4 separate regions of the Mus musculus genome follow, and all the other regions are linked to region 3. The links are chromatin contacts, called in public promoter capture Hi-C maps. All regions are on one chromosome and are shown on one strand. Each heading gives the region's core, a stretch centred on a gene start, on an enhancer-like site or on the middle of the called end of the contact. The rest is flanking DNA. Distances are from core to core; before and after follow the strand shown. Region 1 overlaps Mnat1 (menage a trois 1). Region 2 has its middle 8.1 kb from the start of Gm34016. Region 3 overlaps Slc38a6 (solute carrier family 38, member 6). Region 4 has its middle 22 kb from the start of Six4.

What was found. Capture Hi-C pulls out chosen DNA fragments and counts their contacts.
Region 1: a contact with region 3 is called in a promoter capture Hi-C map of adipose tissue. The contact joins two enhancer-like sites. A contact is called at or near these places in 1 of 15 datasets of contacts at CTCF or cohesin (the NIH/3T3 cell line), 1 of 484 Hi-C or Micro-C datasets (nephron progenitors) and 4 of 9 other capture datasets (adipose tissue, embryonic stem cells, liver and 1 more).
Region 2: a promoter capture Hi-C map of adipose tissue shows a contact between it and region 3. The contact joins two enhancer-like sites. A contact is called at or near these places in 11 of 484 Hi-C or Micro-C datasets (3T3-L1-derived adipocytes, the C2C12 cell line, bone marrow-derived dendritic cells and 8 more), 4 of 115 datasets of contacts at active chromatin or transcription factors (craniofacial prominence, embryonic stem cells and fibro-adipogenic progenitors) and 2 of 9 other capture datasets (adipose tissue and liver).
Region 4: a promoter capture Hi-C map of liver shows a contact between it and region 3. The contact joins two enhancer-like sites. A contact is called at or near these places in 3 of 39 promoter capture datasets (embryonic stem cells, frontonasal cranial neural crest and second pharyngeal arch cranial neural crest), 2 of 115 datasets of contacts at active chromatin or transcription factors (craniofacial prominence and embryonic stem cells) and 1 of 9 other capture datasets (liver).

The regions. Positions count from the first base shown.
Region 1 is chr12:73,207,857-73,211,112 of GRCm38.p6, reverse strand. All of the region lies in intron 6 of Mnat1 (menage a trois 1), which reads right to left. Among named protein-coding and RNA genes, the nearest start is that of Gm23910, 64 kb to the right of the region's middle. Within about 2 kb of position 1,767, at least 44 of the 459 cell types and tissues checked have an H3K27ac peak or open chromatin away from gene starts, as enhancers often do. A contact at or near this core is called in adipose tissue, where this site is marked.
Region 2 is chr12:73,515,671-73,519,147 of GRCm38.p6, reverse strand. No RefSeq gene overlaps it. Among named protein-coding and RNA genes, the nearest start is that of Gm34016, 8.1 kb to the right of the region's middle. Within about 2 kb of position 1,662, at least 28 of the 459 cell types and tissues checked have an H3K27ac peak or open chromatin away from gene starts, as enhancers often do. A contact at or near this core is called in adipose tissue, where this site is marked.
Region 3 is chr12:73,340,639-73,343,971 of GRCm38.p6, reverse strand. It overlaps Slc38a6 (solute carrier family 38, member 6), which reads right to left. Exons shown (of 16, transcript NM_001037717.3): 9 at 2,499-2,564; 10 at 2,212-2,265; 11 at 224-303. Among named protein-coding and RNA genes, the nearest start is that of Slc38a6, 55 kb to the right of the region's middle. Within about 2 kb of position 1,846, at least 67 of the 459 cell types and tissues checked have an H3K27ac peak or open chromatin away from gene starts, as enhancers often do. A contact at or near this core is called in adipose tissue and liver, where this site is marked.
Region 4 is chr12:73,089,818-73,093,233 of GRCm38.p6, reverse strand. No RefSeq gene overlaps it. Among named protein-coding and RNA genes, the nearest start is that of Six4, 22 kb to the left of the region's middle. Within about 2 kb of position 2,118, at least 12 of the 459 cell types and tissues checked have an H3K27ac peak or open chromatin away from gene starts, as enhancers often do. A contact at or near this core is called in liver, where this site is marked.

The DNA.
Region 1 (3,256 bases), core at 518-3,017, 130 kb after region 3:
TTCGAGGCCAGCCTGGTCTACAAAGTGAGTTCCAGGACAGCCAGGATTACAGAGAAACCCTGTCTCGAAAAACCAAAAAAAAAAAAAAAAAAAAAACAGAAAAAAAAAAAAGAACTTTTCACTCCCTGGGCACTGAGTCACCTTAATTCTAAGGCTACTTCCAGAGACAAGTCTGCAGAAAGCCGTTGAGAAAAATCAAATATGGTATTTCTGTACTGTTTCTATTCTGGTAAATATCCTAATAAATTAAACATGTGTGCATGTATGTATGCATATATGTGTTGGTATGGATTTTTAATGTTTTAAGAAGCAAGCAAGCTGAAAGACTATGCCTCGCACTGTGTATAAGCTACTTATTAGAGTCACATTTCTGTGGCAGTTCAGGTACTTTCAATTTATTTTAGGAACAAGCAGAGTAATTTCTGTACTTTGCTGTTCCGGTCACTCTGGGGTGATGTCAGCCTGTCATCACTGTAACAGCTGCACAGTAACAACTTCCTGCTAAACCATCATTTCATGGTAGCTGCAATTCATCCCCACCCCTGACAGCCACACAGAAATGACTTTCCCTCACTTTTCAAAATTTACAGTAACTGTCAAAGAACAAATGGAGGGCAGGGGTCTGAAGGCTAAAAGGGAACTATGTACTTACGTTGGTGTTGCCTCTAAAGTTGAATTAACTCAGGCAAACCATTGGAATTCTCTGAATCTCATTTTTGTTATCTATAATGAGGTGGGGGGGAGACTGGAACACCAGGGTAGCCTGCTAGGAATCCATGATGACTAAGCAGAAATAACCACTGCCTGTCCAAATATCATAAAAACAAACAAGATTGTCCTCCAATTGAATGTATGTCTGGTTTACATATTTAAAAAAAAAAAAACAAGCACTTATTTCTGTATTTCCCAAATCTCTACTATAATCAACAAACAAGGTAAATGTTTTAGAATGGGTAGAACATAACGTAAAAAAATGCTATTTTTTTAAGCATTCTAATTAATGATGACTTATTCCTAGAATCAGCCTTTATGGCCCTTTATCTTTTAAAACATATTAGCCAATAACTAAAATGTTTTGTTCTCAAACTACATTTGCAAAGTCCGAAAGGAGGTTCCAACCTGTATGCACTAAGGCAGCTCATCAGCAATGCTCGTTTTGATAATATGCTTCAATCTATCAAAGAATTCCTAATATCTAGCTGAGCTTACTCTTGTTCATCATTAGCAATCAAATGGTCCTAAGGAGCTATATTATACTATTTTGGCCAAGACAAGATTTTAATAATATTTCTCGTAAATTCGCTCTGAAATGCCATCACGATCTGTAGGGAACAATCTTTTTCATACAAATCCATTTGTAATGTTCACTCTCAAAACTCATCATTTAGTGTTCAACTACTACATAGAAAAATGTTCTTTAATAATATCTCAACTTTACTTCTAGGTATGTATTGGTATACCAATATAAACTACTGCAAAAAAATTTTCAGAATTAAAAAGTAACTTATTTAGGAGTGGAAGGTTAGGGGTGGCTACCTGTAGGCTGTGTATTCAGGGAAGAGTGGGAGGACCACAGTAAGCCTGAGCACTATGGAGGGCAGGGCTACATAGCCAGACCCAGTCTCAAGAGAGGGAGGGAAGAGAGATCCCATGGAATTTATTTGCTTTATCTTTGTTGTTTTAAGTTCATATTCTTTGGGCACTGACAAACAACACAGTGTTGAGAGAACTGTTTTTAATTCCTTCTCTGATGCTTGTCTTGCTGCTGGACTAGAATTTGTTGCCAAGAGGACATAGTGTCCAGCAAATCACGTCTGTTTCTATAAAAAGACCAGAAAAGAAAAACATCAAGGGAGACTATCTGGTGAGACAAAAACCTCTTTCCTTAAAAAGACTGTGCTAATTTTTTTTTAAAATACAGTATTTGCCAGAAATTTCAAAATGAGCTTTTTAGGCATACAACATCTTAGCTGATTTGCTGTTATTCCCTATAAGAGTAATTTTCAAGAAGACATTGTTATTGTGACACCAGAAGTGAACTCACAGTTGGCCAGTGATGGTGACAACTTGTACAGATAGCCATTGTGACTGCAATAAAATATAAAATTGGTTCATACAAAGTTACCTAAATGTATCTTTCCTCTGTAGGCAAAACAAAAAACAACAAACAAACAAACATATTTCAGTAAAAACATAGTAAGAAGGTATAAACCCTGTGTCATACATACTCCATGTCTGATGCAGCGCTTGGTACATTAGGAAGGTTGCTTTCAAGAATGCACAGGTTTTTTAACAGCCCTTTCAATCCTCTACCTCACCCACCCAAATAATGTATGACAGATCTCTTAGTTCTATTTAAGGGCTTTTGGGGATTTTTTTAAGGTGTTTTTCTCTCCCCTCACCCCCAGTTGGTTAGGTGGTTTTGGTTTTGGGTTTCTCTGTGTAACCCTGAACGTCCTGGAATTTGTTCTGTAGACCAGGCTGGCCTCGAACTCACAGAGCTTTACCTGTCTCTTACCTCTGCCCCTCAAGTGATAGGATTAACGGTGTGCACCACCACTGCCCAGCAAGATTTTTTTTTATTGTGCATTATGTGTATGTCTGGAGGTTATGGAGGCCAGCAAATAGTACTAGCTTATCTAGAACTGGAATATATAAATAAAATCTCTTTATGTTTTTTGACATGGTGTCTCTGTGTACCCTTGGCTGTCCTAGAACTCATTCTGTAGACCAGGCTAGCCTCAAACTCAGAGATCTGCCTGCCTCTGCCTCCTAAGTGCTGGGATTAAAGGAGTTTGTAACAAGTCACCATGCAGGTGCTGGGAACTGAACCCAGGTCCTTTGTACAAGCAGCTAGTGCTCTTTACTGCTGAGCCATCACTCTAGACCTCTACCCAGGTTTTAAACCCTTCACTGCCAAAGATACTAAGCATGTATCTATCACAGAAAAATAATTTATTCATCAAATATTTGGCACATGGTAGACACTGTGAAGCTATAATATAGCATGAATCACCTGAATTAACCCTACTTTCAAATATTTATAAACATGTACAAATTAATGTGCCACAATATGGACTTATAGCCATTAATTATAAAGTATAAGGTTCTTATTTATGTATTAATATATAGGTTCTTTTAAAATGAAAATGATAAAATACCATTGGCAGAAAATATTTACAATCTATTTCTAAAATACATTTAGACTTAGGCAAGCTACATTGGTACTGAGAAATAAACTCTAACTCTTATACAT
Region 2 (3,477 bases), core at 413-2,912, 180 kb before region 3:
CTGCAGGGTATACAGTGGTGGTGAGAGACATCAGGCTTCCTTCTTTTACAACAATCCATTCCCAAGAACCCAAGAGGCCACACCTGATAACCTAAGGACCTTCCACAGACTCAACCTTAATGGTTCTTCTGTTCCTTTCCGAAACATTACCCAAGAGACCAAGCATGTCACTACCCGGGATCCTCGGGAAGTCCCTCAACCATGAGAGAAGTACAGAGTATTTCTCCCAGCACCGTCCAGGTGATGATACAGAGCTGGTGGGGTGAGGAAGCGGTGTTGCGCGGATATGTTAGAATGATAAACACAATGACCAAAAGCAGATTAGGAAGAGACCGGTCTACATCACAGTCCATCATCAGAGAAGCCTCGGCAGGAACTTAAAGGCAGGAACCTGGAGGCAGGAACAGGCACAGAGACCACAGAGGAGCACTGCTTACTGGCTTGTTCCTCCTGGCTTGCTCTCTTTTCTTTTACAACCCCGAACCACCTGCGCAAGGGTGGTACTGTCCACAGAGGTCTGGGTCCTTCCACATAAATCACCAATCATGAAAGCCCCAAAGGCTTGCCTATGGGCTAATCTGATAGGGGCATTTTCTCCGTCAAAGTCCCCTTTTCTCAGATGGCTAGCAGGGATGACCACCAGAGCACAGGGATGACCACCAACCAGAGCACAAGGGATGACCGCCAGTACCTGTCTCCACCAGCCAGGTTCCCTACGGATAGATAGCTGGCCATTCCCAGGATTTTCCAACCCCATCCTCTAGTAAATGTCGTATAGGCAGAGAAACCTTTAAAATGAACTTAAGTTTACTCATCCCCAAATTAAAGGCATGTCTACCAACGGCTCACCATTAATAATTCCCTCCCCCCAAATTCACACACGCTTTGGCAGCCTTCCAGCTTGTTTTTTTATGCAGTGGCATATCAAGATTTGAAAGGCAGAAATAATTTTTTTCAGGGAAAAGCTAATGGCTTCTTTGCCTGATTAGTTTGACCATTTTCTAGCCGCTCTTTTCAAAAGTATTCACAATGTTCTCCCCACAGCGAGCTAAGAATAAACATCCACATTCCTGGGCAATCAAGGAGGAAAGTTTGGCAAAGGGTGTGCCAATGTCTCTTTGAATGCGGTCGACCCCCACACTGACCTGAGTCAGATACAGTCAGATTCATCTTACCTCCAAGGAACTCTAACAGCGTGAGAGCCTGCCGCGGAACTCTAACAGCGTGAGAGCCTGCCGCGGAGCTCAGACTTGGCACAAGTGGGCCACACATTTTCCTGCTTGGGCTCGATCACCTTGGAGTTCCAGGAGGCAGGTAGATGGGAAAGAATCCATTAACTAATCAACAGCACTAGGCTGCCCTAGAACCTCTGTACACGGTGAGGCTCTCTGAAAAAAAAAAAAAAATCACTTACCAATAAGCTGTGGAAGTGGCGAACACGTAGCATATTTTGTTTCTACAAAGCTAAAAAGAGGTAAATTTACGCGTTTGATTTGAACTTCAAAGTAGTTTAGAAACAGAAATGAAAGTGTGTGTGTGTGTGTGTGTTTTCCCTCTGCCTCCACAAGCACCACACAAGCTTAGTCTTACTTTCTGGGTCAGTCTAGGGTGGTGCAAGTATGCCCCATTCTCCCAGCAGAGGTCGCTGTTGCCCACCATAATCTTCAAAGGCTCTTTTTTTTCCTTGTCCAGCTATTGCAGCGGCTTTAGACAGAGGCCACAGAGCCTTTAGAGATAGAGAAGAAAATAATCTATGGTTTGGGGAATAGGATCGCAATGTTGGGGAAATTGATACTTTAATAATGAGTCTGTGCCGAGTAGGCTTCAATCTGGATAAACTGGTCAGTGTTCCCTTTGTACAATGACAGCCTAGCTCCGTTCTCGTTAAACCTGCCCGGTCTTTCTCTCCTTTCTGAGTGTCACCGTCAACTGAGAAAATAGAGACAGGAAAGCCAAGCAGTGCATGCCGCCGCCCACCATCCATTCTCAACAGGATATTCATCACATTGTTGAGGGTGGCGTCTGTGACACAGCTAATCACCCAGTTGTGCTCCAAACTTGGGTGTCCCGGATGATTGTCTAACCTCAGTTGGGAGGTAGGCTTTAGTGGTAGCAGCTTCCTCCTTCAGGAGCTTAGCAAGTCCAATAGGTTGTAGGTTGTTCAGGTCTCTGCCTACATGCAATAGGTTCCCACCTCTACCCTCCGCATGGTATTCTGGGTAGCGGGCGGTCTGCCCTGACCAAGCGCTGATATGAGGCTGAGGAGACAGGTGTGGGATCTAACCCGGAGGGAGTTGACCGGCTGCACACTGAGCATGGCTGCATCCCCAGTGACATTAGAAATAAAACACTCCAGGGCTGGAAAGATGGCTCAATGGCTAAGACTCGAGCTTGATCCCCAGCACCCACAGAGCCTTTAACTCCAGCTCTAGGACGCCACCTTCTGGATCCTGTGGTCCACTAGCACATGCACACTGCGGACACGCACATAATTAAACATAAATAAGATAACTCAATTTTTTTATTTTTTTATTTCTATTTTTTTGGTTTTCCGAGACAGGGTTTCTCTGTATAGCCCTGGGTGTCCTGGAACTCACTCTGAAGACCTGGCTGGCCTTGAACTTAAAAATCCACCTGCCTCTGCCTCCCAAGTGCTGGAATTAAAAGCGTGCCCCATTACGTCTGGCAAGATAACTCAATTTTTGAACAAAGCATTTCTTTTTCGGTTTCTCTAGACCCATCCGGGGAGCCTGCCTTGGGCCCTGAGTTTCATTTCCAGCACTGAAAAATGTAGATAAAGTTGCCTTTGCTTGCTTTCTAACATGCTAGACAAAAGGAACAATAACAAAAAAAAAAAGCTTTGTTTTTCAGAACTGTTTAGGATTGAAGGATTGAAGGAAAAAGTAGGAAGCACAGAGGGTGTCTATATGCTCTCTGCACCCCGAAACCTGACCCATTTGTTACAACCTCCAAACCCACATAACTATCTGGCAAGGTCTATAGCTCACATTAGGGTTCCCTTTTTGTGCTTCACAGTCTGGACAAATGTATATGACCCGAGTCCCTCATTACTGTACTCCAGAGAACAGTTTCATTGCCCTAAAACCCTGTGCGCTCTGCTAGGTCATCCCCACTTCATCTCTAATCCCTGGCGACCACTGCTCACTGCCTCAGTGGTTTTGCTTTTCCCGAATGCCACAGAGTTAGAATTATACATCACGTGGCTTTCTCGGGCTGGCTTCCTTCCTTCTATCTTCCTGTATATCTGTTCATGGCTTGCTAGCCTGCACCTGTTTATTGTTGTTGTTATTATTATCATTATTATTATTATTATTATTATTATTATTATTATTATGTTATTATTTCATGGCTTGTATGTTTACTCACCTCCTGAAAGATATCTCAGTTGCTTCCCAATTGAGGAAATTATAAAGAGAGCTGCACCAGACATCTTCATGCGAGAGTGGGATTCAGTGG
Region 3 (3,333 bases), core at 597-3,096:
GAGTGTCTGAAGACAGCTACAGTGTACTTACATAATAAATAAATAAATCTTTAAAAAAAAAAAAGAGTTGCTGTGGTCATGGAGTCTCTTCACAGTAATAAAACCCCGACTAAAACAATTACTTTGTTTTGTTTGTAAGCTAACACTTGGAATTCAGGGCAATGGGGAAGGGTTCATAAGTGAGAATGTGACTTGATCTGAAGGCCACAGCGTTCCACAGTACCTTTGAAGCTCACAGTATATGGGCAATACTGAGGTATGGCAGAGAAAGGAAAAAGCCATGGTTGGTATGGCGTAAACGCTCTGAAAAAAAATTAGAACAAAACACTATTATCTGTTACATCATTTGTATTTGATAATAACCTCAGTTCTTCTTGCTTTAATTACATTGTTATTTAGTTAGCCCTTGCAGAGGTCAGAGGGTGACTAAGGAGTCAGGCTTGCCGAAGACACTCATACAGCTGAGCCATTGCCAGCACAACAATAAAGCTCTTTCTAAAAAACAACTTAGTCAAATCTGTGCCATCTTTTGTGAATGATCTCTTCATACGACAGACAGAAAGAGAGAGAGAGAGAGAGAGAGAGAGAGAGAGAGAGAGGGGAGAGAGGAGAGAAGAGGATCTGCAGTGGCCAGCAACTACTATAGCTTAGGTGGCTTGCCGATTCTAACCACATTTTCTGGCTGGCCTCTCAAATCATGTTGCTTTATTACAATGATCACTTTCTACATTATTTGGATAAGATAAAACTAATTTAGGTAATATATAAAGAGCTACATTTAAAATAATTTTTATTATAATTCCAGTTGTTCTTAAGGTATGCACGATTTAAATACATCTCATTACCCAAGCAGCAATAGTGCTAATGCTTTCAAATCTGCTTTTAGTTACTCGATCCAAGTAAGTACTCCAAATAGAAGCCACATCTTTGTACTGCCAGAATCCATGACCAAGATCTTTCTTAATGAGCACCAAGATCATTAATTCTAGACCTGAAAAACTCCTTAGGATCTCATGTAATACATAAGCCTAAGGTTTCTTTAAAAATTATTATTAGAATACTTAACAAGAGCCAGAGAAAACTAGCAAGCCAAACGTTATTACCTCTACATTAAAGAACTGTCTTTAACAAATGGATGGTAATGATTTATTTTCTCTTTTCTGGTCTAAAAATATTTCTCCTGAGCTAGTGTTGGGCTCTTCACCAAAAGAAGTTCCAGATGAAGGCCTACTTTGGAATATCGTACCTAGGACGTTGTGTTTCTTGAAGCTGTATTAGGGGAATGAGAGCTTAAGACACGTTCTCTGTTTCATAAGCTGCTCAGTTTCCTGGCCTGTCAACTCCCCTGCCCTGATCTAAGGCCCACGGAGGTCTCCGCCGTGTGAGAGATGTGGTGACCTCCTCACAAGGCTTGGGAAGACGCTTCTTGTTATAAACTGGAGATAAAAGGGAAAGTTTTGCACGGAGAACAACCCACATTAACATTCTATACTAACAAAGCTGTGCAGCGAGGAGAGGAGAGTCTGGTGTCTGGGGCCTGCAAAACCACATTTCAGCAGAAAAACAAAGTCGAGAGGAAGAGACTCCCAGAAACAGGAAGGCTCCGCCTTTTCCGTGAGAGCAAAGCCGGAGCCCCTGTTTGCCTGCTTGTGCTCAGGGATTCTTCCAGGCACTTTCCGGAGCCTACAGCTCTCTTAAGAGTGGGCATGGGACTTGGGTTTCTGGTCTCTGCTGTGAACATCATAAATTTCCCTGGAGTTCTGCTCAGAAGGTACTGGCAGTACTCAAATGCTGGCCCATTGATGAGGCTGTTTAACTAGAGACCAAAGTCCTACTCACCAGGGAGGAGTTTTTGATGTAATTGGCGATTTAGCTTTACAAGTCCAGAGCGCAACAGGAAAGCCATATCCACAGAGGACCTTACTGGCCAGACCAGACATTTGGTAAATCTGTTCTTTTAGGCAAAGGCCCATTTAAAACAGGCTCCATTTAAAAGCATGCCAAAAGAAAGAAAAGAAAAAGGTGGCTGTTTCATAATGGGCCACCCTGTGTTAAATAATATTATTCTTCTGGTAGGCAATCCTATACTTAGCACTTTCATGAAAATTAATTAGTTACAGGTACAAAGACCTAAGAGACCCTGTAACACAAATCTCTTAAAACTTGAAATGTGAAAAATCAACCAAAAGTATCTGTTAATAACTTACACACCTCTTTGGAGAAATGAAAGAGCTTTGGTTTACAGTCATCTGTTGCGTTTGAAATCTGTTTAAGAGTATTGAGGGGAAAAGAAAAACCAATAGGTATTAAAAGTCAGAATACATCAACAAATATGATGAATTTATTACTACTAGAATTTCAAATCAAATTACTTCAAAGAAAAGGTCTAAACTGTTACGTAACTATTACCTTTCACCAACTAGGAAAATAATCATTTATCTTCAATTTCTTTTTTTTAGTTGAAAGGTTAAAAATAAAAAAAAGCTAAAAATTATTACCTGAAAGACTTCATTGATGCAATCTAAGGTCACAGGACAAGGAACGGCCCATTTTTTAATTACTACCTGTAAAAGTAAATGCAACCAGCACTTAGATGATCTGTAGTGAAATTCATCACAAGTTGATGCTTTCAATAAAGCCAAACAGAAGTTTCCTTGATGCTCCGATTTTCCCAGAGAGAATGGGGTCACCCTTTAACATGGTCACTGGGCGGAGGGGAGGGCCCAGCATGACAGGAGTGCTTTACATCTGATCAGTGGGGAATCCTGCTCATCAAAGACTCTTGTGTCAATTTTCAAAACTCCAGCAGTACACTGGTTCTGTTTTTAAAGTGCAACTCAAAGAGGAAGCACACTTTCAATAATAACTGCAAAGATTATCTATTATCGTCAGTGGCAGACAGAGCAGAAGAGAGGCAGAAGTGGGGGGAGACTTTAATTCTCAGTGTGCTTGTTGGTACTCCTGATGAACACACACTTTCACCTCTTCAGGTTTTCACGTTCGTGCTATTGGTGAGTGTGGAGAAAGCTGGCCAGAATCGGGTGCAGAGCTAGGGAACTCCAGCTGGAGGGATGCTGTTTCCCAGGACCATCAACGGGCATGCTTCAGGATTTGACTCTTAATTGTGGCCGTCCTGTTCCTGCAGCCCCAGTTGTGGCTGTGTCAACACTGCCATTGTAGCCCTGTTGCAGGCACATAATTACTCTGCAAATGTTTGCTCCAGGCTAAATCCCAGCATACAAAGGGGCAGAGGAAGAAAGGAAGCTTTTGTCTTTGCGGAGACAAGTAAGTAAATACTATTCCTATTTGGAACTTATCTAGTTTGGGACTTTA
Region 4 (3,416 bases), core at 869-3,368, 250 kb after region 3:
AGCTATTCTTGCTACCAGCTTGCCCTGGGAATCTCCTGTCTCTGCCTTTGGTTAGCTGGGATTCCAGTGGGCCACGGTGAGTACTGGGGTATCTGAACTCTGGTTCTCACTTTGGTATGCCAAGGGCCTTACCTACTGAACCATCTCCCCAGCCCTCCAGATTTTAAAGTTACTTTTGAGACTGGGTGATATATAGCCCAGGCTGGCTGAGGATGCCTCCCTCTTCTGAGTGATCTTCTAGGAGTGTGTACACACTACAACAGCCGGTTTTATTACGTGATAGGGACAGAGCCCAGGGCTTCGGGATTTCAATATGAGCATTTTACATCTTCAGGTCCTTTAAAATAATAATAATAAGAAGAAGATGGATGTAGACAATCATAGGCCAGGTGCTAGAACTGCCCAGAACCAGCTCCTTCCTTCTGCCCCTCCCTGAGTTGGAGTTAGTGTCAGCTGTGAGAGACAATTATGTTTTCTCCATAAGCCCGATGTCCCTGTTCCCAGCAGCTGCAAGGGTCACATATTCTAGTTTTACATAGACAAAGGAGGAATTGGATTGCAGCTGTAGAGGTGGTAGAATACTTGTGTATAGGAAGCCTTAAACTGAATAATCAAAAGTAACACATTACCCAATGAAAGAAAAGAAAGAGAAGTTTCCCCATTGTCTAAACAGGCTGGGAGTGTTCACTGTAACAACCTCAGAGAAATGTTTTCATTGGCCCATTTTACCTGTGCATTCATTCGTTCATTCATTTCCTGTGGTGCTGGGCACATCACTCGGGTCCTTTCTAAGTTTTATGCATTCTCATAGGTCCATTTGAGATCACACTCCAGTCAAGACCCAGTCATGGTGCACAAGTTAGGGATAATGTGATTGGCCAAGTTGGACAAAGTCATGGAACAGGATGCAGCTTTTTAAGAGAAGATGGCAGCACCCAGTGGACAGGTTGGGCAGAGGCATGAGAGTGGAAGGTACCTAGGAGATGGCTGCTTACCCATCAAATAGTAAATGCTAGGCTAGCAAGTAGCTCGACGGGTAAGAGTACTTGCTGACCAAGCATGAGAGCCCATCTACTGAGTTGCATGTGGAGAGATGGCTCAGTAGTTAAGAGTTTAAATTGTTCTTAGAGACAGAACCTGAATTTAAGTCCTAGCGTCCACATCAGACAGGCCACAGCTACCTGTATCTCCAACTCCAGAACATCTGATACCTATTTGAGCTTCTTAGGTACAAACACATAAATAGATAAATTACAAAAACACATAAAATTTGTTTTTTTTTTTTCGAGACAGGGTTTCTCTGTGTAGCCCTGGCTGTCCTGGAACTCTCTCTGTAGACCAGGCTGGCTTTAAACTCACAGAGATCTGCCTGCCTCTGCCTCCTGAGTGCTAGGACTAAAGGTATGTGCCACTTCGACCAGTTTATAATAAGAATTAAAAAAAAAAAAGTCAAGTGTGGTCACACCCTGAGTGCCTGTAAGTCTAGTGCTGGGAAGGGGGATGACTTATGCCAACAAGCTCCGGGTTCAGTGAGACCCTGTCTCAAGGAAGTAAGGAGGAGAGTGACAACCAAAGTGACAACCAAAGTTCTTCTCTGGCAAATGCCTGTGCACACAGGTGTACATACAGTATACAGAACAGCAACACACACACACACACACACACACACACACACACACACACACACACAGAGAACCAGAGTTTCCAGTGAAAGCATTTTAATTTTAACTGTGATGATGGTGGAGGTATTATGAAGTGAAAAACCCAGCACCTTGTCTTTCCTTCTGTCCCCGAATGGTAGCCCAGATTACATCCCCACAGACCATCTAGTTACCCAGCAAAAACACTCATAGTTACCTGCTGATTAGATCCTGGAATCGAGCTTGTTTACCCCAAACTGACCTGATAATAAAATACTGTTTTCTAACACCCAGAGCCAGCTAGCTGGTTTTGTCCAGTCTCCTTGCAGGCATAGACTTACTGATCTTATCCGAGGCCTAGCTGGTGGCTTGACTTTGAGATGGATTGTTTCCACGTTTCTCTGCCACTCTTGAGCTGGCAAAGTCTGCTTATTAACCTTTAACTCACAGTGCAAAATACCTCTGTTTGCTTTGGCCTAGCCTGATGGGTGACGAGTGCTGCCTGGGTTTGCCTTTTGTTGTTTGGTTAGCTAATTCCACTGTGTACCTTAGTCACATTTTGTATATACCACTAGACACCTTGATAATCACAATTCAAGCTTTGAAGAAAAGGAAGATTAGATAATGTGCCCTCCTTTCTTACGATTTAATTCATTACTTTCTGAGAAGGCGTGAGACTAGGCCCCAAGCCACAGTGGAGTAGACTTGTTACACGTTCCTAAGTGCAACAAGCCAGCTACTGTCACAGTATAAAAGTTAGGTTGTGCAATTATAGAAAGCTGGGGCTGGAAAAATGGCTCAGCAGATTAAAGCACTTGCCACCAAGCTTGGCGATTTGAGTTCAATCCTCAGAGCCCACAGGGTGGAGAGATGCTCCACTTTCATACTGTGGCACCCCCCCCCCCCACACACACACCCACACACATACAGACATAAAAGAAGTAAAGAGATTATTTTATGTGTATATATGTAATTACATATATGTGAGGAGGAAGGCCATCCGGTCTTCTTTGTTTTCAATTGTGGTAAAATAAATACAACATAAAATGTACTATTGTAACCTTTTTAGAAAATACAACTCACAGCTGGAGAGATAGTGTGACAGTTAAAAGACATTTGCTGTCCTTGCAGAGGACCTGGGTTCAATTCCCAGCATCCACATGATGACACACCACTATCCATAACTGCAGTTACAGAGAATCTGATGCCTTCATCTGACCTCAGTTGGCACCAGGCTTGTATATGACACACATACATAAATGCAAATGATACATTCATATACATAAAATAAATAAATCTAAACAAATGTGATGTTTAATCAGGCATGGTTCATACCTGTAGCCTAGGCATTCAGGAACCAGAGGCAAGAGGATTGCCACAAGTTTGAGACTAATCTAGACGCCATACTGAGTCCCAGGCCAATGTAGGCTGCAGTGTTAAGACCCTGGGTCTGGTCTGGAGAGATGGCTCAGAGATTAAAGCAGTTGTTGATCTTGCAAAGGACCCAGGTTCAATTTCCAGCACCACGTGGTGATTCATAACAATCTGTGATTCTTAGTTTCAGAGTACCCACTGCTCTTTTCTGACCTCCATTGGAATCAGGCTCACACATGGCACACACATGCACACACACACACACACACACACACACACACTCACTCAGGCAAAAGACAACACATTAATAAAAAAAAAAATCAATCTGGGTCTGGAGAGATGGCTTAAGAGCACTAGCTGCTCTTCCAGAGGACCCAGGTTTAATTCCCAGCACCCAGGTTC